Regions from separate parts of the Mus musculus genome. Here region 2 is linked to region 1. The links are chromatin contacts, called in public HiChIP or PLAC-seq maps. All regions are on one chromosome and are shown on one strand. The core of a region is the stretch at or near the end of the contact, and the rest is flanking DNA. Distances in the headings are between cores, read along the strand shown.

Region 1 (6,400 bases), core at 2,026-4,525:
AATATGAACTAAGCAGTACCCCGGAGCTCTTGTCTCTAGCTGCATATGTATCAAAAGATGGCCTAGTCGGCCATCACTGCAAAGAGAGGCCCATTGGACTTGCAAACTTTATATGCCCCAGTACAGGGGAACGCCAGGGCCAAAAAGGGGGAGTGGGTGGGTAGGGGAGTGGGGGGGTGGGTATGGGGGACTTTTGGTATAGCATTGGAAATGTAAATGAGCTAAATACCTAATAAAAAATGGAAAAAAAAAAAGAGCACCGACCGCTCTTCCAAAGGTCCCAAGTTCAGATACCAGCAACCACATACTGGCTCACAACCATCCATAATAAAATCTGATGCCCTCTTCTGGAGTGAGTGAAGACAGCTACAGAGTACTTACATATAATAAATAAATAAATCTTAATTTAAAAAAAAAAGAATCTGCCAAAAAATAAGAAAAAAGAAAGAAAAAGAAAGAAAAAATCTGGAAGGGAAGCAGAGCAAGGCAGCTGGCTCTTGTTCCTCACCCCTTCTCTGAACACATATCAGAAGAAACAAGTTGAACGTGAACTACAGCAAATTAGAGTGCATTCACTTTAAGGTGTTTGGATCATACCCATACCCATTTTATCATGACTCTGGTCTTCAAAGACCCACAGTGCAAGACACAGGGAGTGTAGGCTGGTTGTGTGCTAGGGCAAGAAAAGTCCCCAACCCTTACAATTCAGTTTCAGTTTCACCTTCTCCAGCTGGTGAGTCACTTCTTTCCAGGTTCTGTCCCTGTCTCTGAAGCCATTTCTCTTCTTTCCACTTCTTTCCCTCTTCTACTCCATGCCTTCTTTCTTCTCTTTTTCTAAATAATTTTTTAATTATTTATTTATTCACTTTACAAGCCCCTCTTTCTTAGAGCATGACAAGGAGAACGCTGAACTAAGTCTCCTGCACTGACCCTTCTCAGGAGCTTCTGCAGATATCTTCTGATCAGAAATCAGCTTCTGTCTCATTTCCTTTGAGGAACTGATGCATAAGGCTACATTCTACAACACTCTTCCCCTTCTTCCAGCTATTACAGTTTTTTGTCCCCTCATCCATAGTGTTCTGCCAGCCTTGGGGATGGGGGGGGGGGTGACACTGATGTCCTGTTTCTGACTGAGCACTAAACAGACACATATTCTTAGCACTTGACAGTTATGAGTCTCTGCATTAACTGCTGCCCATAGCCCATAACAGAAGGAAGTTTCTCAGATTAGCATATTTTGAAATTTTAATCTCCAAGGTGATGATATTAAAAGACAGCGATTTAGGAAATGGTTGGTTCATTAGGACAGAGAATTTATGAATTAAATTAATACCCTTGTTAAAAAAATTAAATTAATACCCTTGTTAAAAAAAATTCCCTTGTTATCATGTGAAGACAGACAAAAGACATGTGAACTAGGCAGCAACCCCTCACCAGACACATGCTCAATTTGAACATGGATTTCAAGCCTTTAGAACTGATGGAAAATAGATTTCTTTTGCTTATAAACTACCCACTTTGTTTTTAGAATTACAGTCTGCTGTATGACACTGTTCTGGTAAGTTTCAGGGACTTCTTGAAGATTTTGAATTGTTTACTTTCTAGATTTTAAATTCAGAAAGGAATGTTGAATGAACTCTAGAACATTCCAGTCTTAAGAAGCTTCCCTCTAAGATCAAATGTTTTATCTCAGAAGAAATTGCTATAGAACATAGCCCAAGCAAACTAGGAAAGTTTCACTTCTAAATTGCCTGTTTTTCTTTCTACCTCCTCCACTTTCCTCTGAGAGGTTACTTTATGCCTTCCTTTCTTCTAGGTAGAGAGAGCAAATTTGAAACTATTAAAGTCCATGGATTACTCCAAATAGAGTTTGTTTGCTTGCTTGTTTGTTGTAAACTTTCAGGGTAACTGGCTCCCATACTATTCAATCCCCAAATGGTCCTTCTCCACTGCAGGTCCATCTGATCCTAGGTGTTAGCAATTTCTCTAGGCTCTGCCTAACAGTTAGTTAGCAACAGTCAGGTATGAGCCTGGCTTGAATATAAAGACTGGACTGTTCAACTCTCTCTCTCCATCTCCATCTCCCTCTCTCTCCATCTCTTCCCCCCTCCCTCTATTCCCTACGTGTCCCTGGCTGTTTTCTCCCTCTATTCCTCTTTCTTCTCTTTTTATCCTTCTCTGTCCCCATTTCCCTGCCTTAACCCCTTTCTAGGTCTCTGCTTTCCTCCCTGGCTCCCTTACCCCAATAATCTTCCTTTGTACTTGGCCTGTCCTGTGGCATGACTGTTCAGAGGGACAAATTGACAGGGGCCATTGAGGTGCACCCTCCTGAATTATTACACCATGTGGTTCATAAAACAAAACACTAGGGTTGGTGTAAAACACCATCTAAATTTGATTGGGGTCTCCATAAGCCCCAATTCCTCTGAACTGAAAGGGCTTAGACAGAAGAAAGCCCATCAAACAGTACAGGGCCAAAGACACAAATACCAGTGTGTAACCCAGAGTACAGCCAAAGACACAAATACCAGTGTAACCCAGAAAGAACAGAAACAACTTTCCAAAACTAACACAGTCAATCATACCTCAAAAAAAGACAAAGCAGAGCTGGTGAGGTGTCTGGGTAGGTATAGCACTTGTGCACTGGGAATCACCACAAGGTGGCATTGTTCTCTAATCTCCACATACACCCTGGGACACATGTGCCCTGTGTGTGTGTGTGTGTGTGTGTGTGTGTGTGTGTGTGTGTGTGTGTGTGTGTGACACATTTTCCAGAAACAAACAGAGACAGTCATTCAGAAAAATAAACTGCTCCATCTTCCTCGAAGATGCACATTTCAGATGTTTATGAACATCCCCAAGAAGTTAAGCTTTAAATATACAATCTGATCTTTTAAATTTTTGTATTTCCCCAATTTATCTCATCACAGAACCATATATGTAAGAGGTAATGCTTCTTTTCCAGATATTCATTTCCATGGATGTGTACTTTCACATATATACAGACATTTGGAAGGTAACCAGTGTCACAGCTTTAGTGGACTTGATCTCTGAAAGAACATCTTCTGACTGACTGTTCTTCAGTTCTGCTGAACTTCAGTTTATCTAGACAGAGGAAATCGCTCCACCAAGAAGAGTGATTTAGGAGAAGGCATAGGCTAGAAGAGTGATAGTTCCACTTCTCAAGATCTTTTACTCCCAGAATGCACAGGCAAAGGTCAACAGTACCTACCCAGACATACTTCTCCTTGTAAGAAACCCTGATGAGTTGCCACTGTTTCCTCCTTTCTACTCACAGTGTTTCCCACTAAAGCCCAGTCTGGCCTGGACGTCACTATGTAGTACTTGGCAACCTTTTTGCTTTTACTTCCCAAGTGCTAAGATTATAGTCAGGAGCTCTGTCTCTCCTCCTACTCTGGTTCTTGAGTACATATAGGAAGCAAATCACTAAACATCTCACATGAGCAGTTTTTAAAAAAAAAAAAAAAAAACAGATTCCTACACAAAGTAGTGTTTTTTCATATCATAGGAGACCAGCTTCTCATGGAGCAGATGTCATGCATCTGGGCCTGAGCAGAGGGGCCCAGCTGCTAGGCAGAGCAGGGCTCTGAGCAGCAGCTTCCTCTCTGGGCAGCTGTCCTGGCTGTGCCCCAAATCTGGGCAACCTTCCAGATGAGCCTTAGCTCCTAGCTTCAAACTTGTGCCTGGCCCCTCCATCTGTCCATCAGAACTCAGAAGTGGTTTGGACATTGCATATGTACAGATATTATTCAAAGGTGATATATATTTGGCTTAACATTTTCTGTTACCCTTATAACTCATTACCATGTCTTACTTAATATTCTCATTCTATAACAAATCATATGATAGATATTAGACAATTAATAAAATAACTAGTATAGATGCTATAGGGATTACTATAATATAGTATAGATGTTATAGTGAGTAATCACTTTAGTTAAATAAATTCTATAAATCCTTAATTTTAGTGGCATTTACTAATTGTATAATTACATTGAATTATTTATTAATATGAGATAAAGCTTCCATCTATTGGCTCTCTTTTGTTAGCTCACAAAACTGAAGAAAATATCTTAGTTATTTTTATTTTTTATTTCTATTAGATATTTATTTTATTTACATTTTAAATGTTGTCCCCTCTCATGGTCTTAGTTATTTTTCTTACAAAAGCAATGTGGTGAAATATAATATAGTAGAAATATTTTCAAATTTACAAAAGCAATATAATTGTGTCAGTGTTACTCTTAAAATACTTTTTGTAGCAATTTAGCAATCAGGAGAATATATTTTTAAAAGGGTTCTTCTGTAGAATAAAAACATTTGGAACCCATTCTGCAGTGTCTTTATTATGGTGATGTCCCAGTAGATGATACAATTTACAATGTCTGAGCACTCTGATGTCTTTCATCCTTATGTCATTCATCATTTCCCTCTTCTCCATCATGAAATGATGTGTGTGACAGTCATTTCACTAAACTCAAAAGACTTAGTCAGGACTACCCTTCTTTTAGTTCTGGAGATACCAGAATATAAAAATACTAGTAAGTTCACATATACACTCTAAAGGGGCTAGAGTTATACTGAATGAAATTAAATTCCCTCCCCCGATAAAGGTAAAAGCCTGACTAGAAATAGCAAAATTCAATGACCACAGCACTTGCTAATATAGTGCATTTTACATTTCAAAATGTCTACCAATTACATTTTTATTTATTCAGTGAAATTTACCAAGACATTAGATACATACAAATAACAATTTGTGCCTTTATTCATACATCTACAGTTCATCATTTTTATTGTAAATGGTTATTTATTTCTTATTAAAATTCATTAAAAGTTTTAAAAAATCAGGTCCATATGAAAGGTGCTTTTCTTCCTTCATTTCTCTAGGTTACTACCTTTAACAATGCTCTGGCTTTAGTCTCCTATTGGTGGTATTTCAGGGAAGCCATACCATTACCAGACAGTTTTCATTATTGTTAAGCAAGAGGAAACAGCCATAACTTTACTTCTGGTTTCATGTTGTAACCCTTTCACTCTCCACTGAAACAATTCTTTGCTATCTCCCTTCCTTCAAATATAGACACACTAACAAAGTAGTGTTTCTAAAATTCATCTTCAATAAAGTAAACTGAATAATAAAAACAGATAGTAGTTTTATAACTTTTATATTCATCAATTAGTAAAGATGTTAGTAATAACTGATGCAATATCTGCAGGTAATATAAAATTTTATCCATAAAACTCAAGCATTTATATATAAAAGTATAATTTTACCAATCTGTTACATCTACAGTTGGATTTCTATGCAAGCCAAATCATGTAATAAAGAGTAAGTGCATATTTTTTTAAACACCAATGTATCTAGTACACATGTGCAAATAATGCTTTTGGATAATTAAGGTAGGGATAGTATACTTTATAATAAACTTTTTCAAAAAAATGAAAAGCTAGTTCTACCAGGTTCCATGTGAAAATGAGCCTGGAGCTACTGCAATCATTATGGATACGTGGGATAGCAAACAACTCCTTTTTATGAACTGGAAGAACAGGTGGGCATATACATGTGTATCACTATATTTGTTTCAGTTGAAACAGATTCTATGGAAAATAGTCAATATTTCTAATGGTTATATTCTGGCATTAGGCAGAGCTCTTAGTTGCCATCTGTGAGGTGTGTCCTCCCAAAATGCTCTCATATCTCTTCTGAGCTCTGTGAGCTTGTAGTACCAGGAGACTTTTGCCTCATTTCAATGAAAATATGTAAGGTGACTTTATAACGACTGTTACAAGGAAGTGCAATTTTGAGTGTTAGCTATTAATGTCTAAGGAAATTCTGGGCAAACACAATTAAATAGTTCATTTCAAATTTTATATCAATTATTTAAAATCAACATAATTGCTACAGTAAATTGCTATTACAAAGAATCAACTATTTTCTTTATTTTTATTAGATATTTTCTTTATTTACATTTCAAATGCTATCCTGAAAGTCCCCTATACCCTCCCCCTGCCCTGCTCCCCAACACACCCACTCCCGCTTCCTGGCCCTGGCATTCCCCTGTACTGGGGCATATAATCTTTGCAAGACCAAGAGCCTCTCCTCCCACTGATGGTCTACTGATGGCCGACTAGGCCATCTTCTGCTACATATTCAGCAAGAGACACGAGCTCTGGGGGTACTGGTTAGTTTATATTGCTATCCCTCCTATAAGGTTACAGACCCCTTCAGCTCCTTGAATACTTTCTCTAGCTTCTCCATTGGGGGGCCCTGTGTCCTATCCAATAAATGATTGTGAGCATCCACTTCTGTATTTGCCAGGCACTGGCATAGCCTCACAAGAGACAGATATATCAGGATCCTGTCAGCAAAATCTTG
Region 2 (6,400 bases), core at 1,930-4,429, 65 kb after region 1:
GCATGATTCAGGGAAATTCAATCCTAGGGTACAAAAGGAGTTTCTGAGGTACAGAGGTTTCTCAGGTGTACATGGTGGTGTGTAGGTAAGTATCTCAGATTCCATATTATGTGCCATAACCCACGTGGCAAGAAGCAGACATTAATTATTCTTCAGCCTTGGTTTGTGTGTGGGCTCAGTGGAGCTGTGTTTGTATGAGATCACAAAGAGACATGGGGGCAGGGAGGGATGCTAAGCCATAGCCCACCTTTCTGGTCACCTCCATACAGAGAGAGCTCTAGACCATGAGGCCTCTCTGTTTGGAATTAAGGTCAATAGTGTCTGGAAGGTCAGAAATATAATGGTTTAGGGGTCACTTTGAGTCATTTTTCTGGGAGTTTTGAAGTCTGTGTTTATTTAATTTGTATACACATGCAATCATAGGTAATATTGGTCAAGTTTATACATTTTTTCCTGGCCGCATTTCTTTTGATCAAACTTGACTATAATTTGAGACTTATATTCTTGGCTTTTCCTCTGTATCCCCTTATTCTTTCACAAATGTGGTAAACCTTCTGATTGTTGTAGCTTCCTGGTAAGTACAGAAGTCACATTGTGCCAAAATGTGTACTACTGCTGGGATTAAAGGTATGTGTCAGTATACTCAGCTTGCCTATAATTTTTGTAGTTAGTAATTGTTCATACAATTTCTCTGATGTATGTTCAGTACTGTTTGCTTGTCACTCTTTTTCTCTTTATGTCTGTTGATTGGCATTTCTCTTGCAAGGCTGTATCCTATTCAAAGGGCAGAGAAATGACAAAGGTGAATCTCATTATTCAGTTTCCTTCTAAAATGACTTAGTGATTACATTAGAACTTCTGTGTCTGTAAAAAAGTGGAGGAAGCACCAGAATTACATGAATTGTTAATGAAGCATACATTTATAGTGATTTCTGTATATGCTTTTGTTGTACACATGTATGGGATGTTGTAGAATGCAGTGACTTATGATGATGTTCATGTGAACTTCACTTGGGAAGAATGGAATTTGCTGGATCCTTCACAGAAGAGTCTCTACAAAGATGTGATGCTGGAGACCTACAAGAACCTCACTGCTATAGGTAAGAGAGTGAATTATCTTTCACTTTTTAAAATAAGGGGACAAATGTTTCTTTGTTACTGATGCTTTTCTGTAACTTCAGTTGAGAATGAGGAAGAATGAGGTGAATAAATCAGATTCACTAAAGATAGCAACTTAAATTTTGCCTAATTTCCAATAATATACCATACATTTTCGGGTACTATATTTTAGGCTGGATTTGATGTGTAAGAGTTACTCAGGTGGTACTGGTTTTGAAGGCATGAAGGGGTCATGCAGAGCAGCTGAAGCTCAGCACTGTGAGAGGCCAATGGAAGGCCATTGGTGAAGGTGTAGCCTCAGTTGCAATTGATGGCCCAGGACTGAAGGGGTCATGCATTGATTTGGAGATGCCAGTACCATGAGATGATCACCAAGGACAGCAGCAGCAGTGGAGTACAGGCAGCTAGAGCCTAGAAGACAAGATGTGTTCTACAAAGAGCAGGGCTGGAAAAGTGACCCTTGGAGGAATCCAGAAGATCATGAGTGGATCCCAGAGATTGGACAGTTGGAATTTGATTTTGCTTTTCATTGTGACTGTGCCCTGATGCTTTTCCCTCTTGATCTCCTGGGCATATATCCAGAAGATTTTCCAACTGGTAAGAAGGACACATGCTCCACTATGTTTCTAGCAGCCTTATTTATAATAGAGGAATGGATACAGAAAATGTGGTACATTTACACAATGGAGTACTACTCAGCTATTAAAAAGAATGAATTTATGAAATTCCTAGGCAAATGGATGGACCTGGAGGGTATCATCCTGAGTGAGGTAACCCAATAACAAAAGAACTTACATGATATGTACTCACTGTATTGGCTTTTTATGGGGGAAATTGAATCCATTGTTATTGATAGATATTGAAGACCAATGATTGTTAGTTGCTCTTATTTTTGTGGTTGGAGAAAGTAGTGTGTGTGTGTGTGTGTGTGTGTGTGTGTGTGTGTGTGTGTGTGATTTTCTTCTTTTGGGTTTGTTGTGAGATGTTTAATTTCTTGTGTATTCTTGGGTTTACCCTTCTTGAGTTTGAGTTTTGTTTCAAATATCCTCTATAGGGCTGGATTCTTAGACAGATATTTAAATTTGGTTTTGTCATGGAATATCTTGGTTTTTCTATCTATGGTGATTGAGAGTTTTTACTTATAGTAGCCTAGGCTGGCATTTGTATTCTCCTAGCATCTGGATTGTATCTGTCCAGGATCTTCTGGCTTTTAGAGTCTCTGGTGAAAAGTCAGGTATAAATCTGATAGGTCTGGCTTTATATGTTACTTACCCTTTTCCCTTATAATTTTAAATATTCTTTCTCTGATCTATACATTTAGCATTTTGATTATTATGTGGTGAGAAGATTTTCTTCTCAGATCACATCTATTCGATGTTCTGTAGGCTTCTTGTATGTTTCTGGCAATTTCTTTCTTTACGTTAGGAAAGTTTCTTCTATGATTTTATTGAAGATATTTTCTGGTCTTTTGAACAGGAAGTATTCACCCTGATCTGTTCATATAATTCTTAGGTTTGTTAATTTCGTTGTGTCCTAAATTTCCTTTTATTTTGGGTTAGGAACTATTGATACTTTGTATTTTCTTTGACCAATGTGTCAATATCTTCTATGGTATATTCTACAATTGAGATTCTCTCTTCAATTTTTTTTTTTTTTTTTTTTTTTTTTTGGTTATGTTGGTGATCCCTGCATCCGTAGTTTTTCTTCTCTTTCCTAGGTTTCAATCACTAGGGATGCCTCCATTTGTGATTTCTTTATTGTTTCTATTTCCATTTTCATTCTTGGACCATTTTGTTAAATTCTGTCATTTGTTTGGGCTTTTCAGTATTTCTTCAAGGAAGTTATTTGTTTTCTCTTTAAGGGATTCTACTTCTTTGCCTGTGGTTTCCTGTATTTCTTTAAGGGAGTTATTTATATCCTCCTTAAAGGCCTCTATCTTCTTCATGAGATAGGATTTTAGATGAGAATCTTGCTTTTCACGCATGTTAGGCTACCCTGCACTTGCTGTGGTGGAAGAACTCTGTTTTGATGGTGCCAAATTGCATTGCTTCCTGTTGCCTATGTTCCCTAGCTTGCCCTTGGCCAACTCATTTTCTCTGGTGTTAACTGGCCTGGGTGTCTTGGACTGGAGAAGACCTCCTTAGAGGCAGGTAGAGTTATGTGACTAGGGTCAGAGCAGGCCTCCTGGGAGGCAGGCTGTATAGTCTCTGGCCAGGGTAGGCCTCTTGTATCTCTTCTTAGAGCAGTCCTTCTGTATCCTTGGTTAGAGAAGACTGCCTAGGAGACAGGCAGACTGTTGGGGGTTGGGCAAGAACACTGATCCGTTTAGGGTGCAGAAGGGAAGGCTGATGGGGCTCAGGCAGAGAGATATCCCACACCTGCTGGGCTTGGGGGGGGCGGGTCCCAGATAGCATGTATAATGGGGCAGGAGTCTCATTTGTGTTCTTGGTTAGTGCAGACATCCTAGGAGACAGGCAGACTGTGCTGTCTGTGGAGCTGGCATGAAGATCTGACATGGATGCAAGTGGAGATTCAGTCCTGATTTATTTCAAACATCCAGACAGTCATTCTAACCTTTTGTTTAGTTTTGAGAAGGCAAAAAAATTAATTAACTCCATTTTTCTAAAACAGAAATATGCATCAAGGTAAGCAATGTATTTTAAGAATTGTGACCTTATTATTATTGTAGCTCTAAAGAAATGCTTAAGTCCCTGAACAGGATAAGAGCTATAACTGTTAAAGATAAATGAAAATAATGAATTCCCTATCAGTTACCAACACTGATTTCATTATTCACAAATCCCCACCACTATATGCATGGTTGCTTGCACTCATGGATACAAAGAAATTACATCAGGAGCGAGTAAGAGCCTGCTGTTTTGTCTGTTTCCCTTGCAGTGAGAATGAGGTTTAAAATGACACATGTGAATATTCTCTTCAGAAAAAAAATTCTGAAGATCAATTATCTTCTCCCTCTTTGCTCACTAAAACACTGTAGGAACATAGAAAGCAAGTGGTGATGTAAACTCACTTGGTTCTTAATGTAATCAATTAAGCTGATGAATAGCTTTTCCCCAAAATAGCAGTTACCCTGTTACTTAAACTGCATATTTGGGTCACTTTACAATGCCTGCAAAGAATACATTTTCCAGAAAAGTATTGGGCAAAGAATCAGATTTAAAACTGCTTTCTTTCTCAGATATTGTTCCATGTCATATTATTTATGCATATGTGTAATCATGCCCTTCCTTGATCCTATATACATGTCCTATCTTCCTAGAGTGAAACTTGATCCTTAAAATGTTCAAATAATAAGAAATATTTTCTAAATTATTTCCAAAGAAATATGTGTGTTTATGGACATTAAAATTGGACATTTCCTAAGAACCCTCAGAAACAAGGATGCTGAAGTTTACATCTATAATCACATTGTGATTAGGGCTTTGTGAGGAATCAGGACAATAGCTAGTATCCTGTTGCCAGCTAGCATTTCGCATGTAATGAGAACAACCTGTCATGATGGCTCAAATATGGTAAAGTGTAAGAATGCTACTGGAAACTGTCTTTTCACTATTGTATAAATGTCTTTGCACTGACAAAGTTACTAACACAGTATTTCACAAACTTATACCTATATGTGTTTGCACTAAACAAACTTCATTGATCTATGTCAAAAAGCCTATATATATATATATATATATATATATATATATATATATATATATACATATATATATATATATATATATATATACATATATATGTATGTATGTATATATTTCAAACATAGAATTGTTTAGCACATGATTAATGAGTAGATTGAATTACCTGTTGTCCTCTTGTTTAAGAGTGAGAAATGAAATAGAAATAGATGTGAATTTAGTTAAGTTCATATATAATCCTTATAGAGAAATTTTTGAAAATGGCCAAATGTTGAGAACTCATAAAATGAATAAGTTAAACTCTTGATTAATGATATTAGGCTGAATGGTGTCATGCAAGCTGCATCAATAGTAATGGAATGACAGCTCAATATAAACAATGATTACTCAAGAACTTAGATGCCAGTTTTATCCTATGGGTGATGATACAATAGCCAAAGTCATTAAGATAGTCAAACTGCTGAATGTTCTGAATGTTATAAAAACCACACAAGTATTTTCCCTCACCCTGAACAGTCTCTGGAATTGTAAGTAGCCAATTTAAGTGGGAGTGGATGGGTAGGGGAGCAGGGCAGAGGGAGGGTATAGGGAACTTTTGGGATAGGGAACTTTTGAAATGTATATAAAGAAAATATCTAATAAAAAAAACAATTTAAGCTTTCAAACATACCCAATTTAGGCTATTTTACTTCATCATTTACAATGCCTTAGGAAACTTATTTCTTTAATGAATACACAAATAAAAACTATGGAAGATGATAAAGAGGAAATTGATTATTTTTATCTTCTTCATGAAGATGATATGCTTCATGGAGTGGCAAGTGTTGCTATAGCATAATTGACCAGGATAGTGCTTTACAGCAACAATAAAGGCAATTTCTGCTCAACTTTAAAATGTTTGCTTGATTTATACAGGGAGTGAGAGAAATATTGAATCAACAGTGGATTTTCCCTTGGGCTTCTGCAGACCAAGGAGCAGTATGTCAAGTGTAGAGATGATACACATGCCAACTCAGAGCAAACCCTTTGCCTTCAATAAACTGTCATTATCGACTTAAGAATCTCTCTTGGGGATGTCTAACCTGAATGGCTTTGTTGCCATAGACCTTCTTAGGCTTTTTCTGAATTACCATGACACCCACACTGTCACTCAAGTTTTTCATTGTAGTCATTCTGAGTGCAGTAGGATGGAATCTCAGAGACATTTTGATTAGTCTTTCCTCGATATTAAGGAGGATGAACACTTTTAATTTCTTCTTGGTCAATAGAGATTCTTCTGTTGAGACTTCTGTTTAGCTCTGCATATCATTTTGAACTGGATTATCTGATTTGTTGATGTCCAATTTCATACAAGCTCTCCATCAGGTATTGTGTTGTTGCAGATATTTTCCCATTCTTTAGATTTCAGTTTTCCCCTTTGATAGCACCTTTTGCCTTACAAAATATTTTCTTCTTCTTGATGTCCCATTTATTAATTGTTCGTCTTAGAACCTGAGCTGTTGGTGTTTTATTCAGGAAGTTGTTTCCTGGGACTATAGATTCAAGATTATTCCCCATTTTCTCTTCTATTAAATTTAGTGTATCTGGTTTCTGTTTGAGGTCTTTGATCCACTTAGTCT

Evidence for each region. HiChIP or PLAC-seq counts read pairs in DNA pulled down with a chosen protein or histone mark.
Region 2: a contact with region 1 is called in an H3K4me3 HiChIP or PLAC-seq map of the SCID.adh cell line, with 8 read pairs. The contact joins two enhancer-like sites. A contact is called at or near these places in 2 of 39 promoter capture datasets (the C10 cell line and pre-B cells), 1 of 15 datasets of contacts at CTCF or cohesin (CD8 T cells), 1 of 115 datasets of contacts at active chromatin or transcription factors (the SCID.adh cell line) and 1 of 9 other capture datasets (pancreatic islet).

Annotation. Positions count from the first base shown.
Region 1 is chr10:130,311,051-130,317,450 of GRCm38.p6, forward strand. No RefSeq gene overlaps it. Among named protein-coding and RNA genes, the nearest start is that of Tespa1, 8.6 kb to the right of the region's middle. Within about 2 kb of position 3,276, at least 71 of the 459 cell types and tissues checked have an H3K27ac peak or open chromatin away from gene starts, as enhancers often do. A contact at or near this core is called in the SCID.adh cell line, where this site is marked.
Region 2 is chr10:130,376,347-130,382,746 of GRCm38.p6, forward strand. No RefSeq gene overlaps it. Among named protein-coding and RNA genes, the nearest start is that of Vmn2r84, 15 kb to the right of the region's middle. Within about 2 kb of position 3,180, at least 4 of the 459 cell types and tissues checked have an H3K27ac peak or open chromatin away from gene starts, as enhancers often do. A contact at or near this core is called in the SCID.adh cell line, where this site is marked.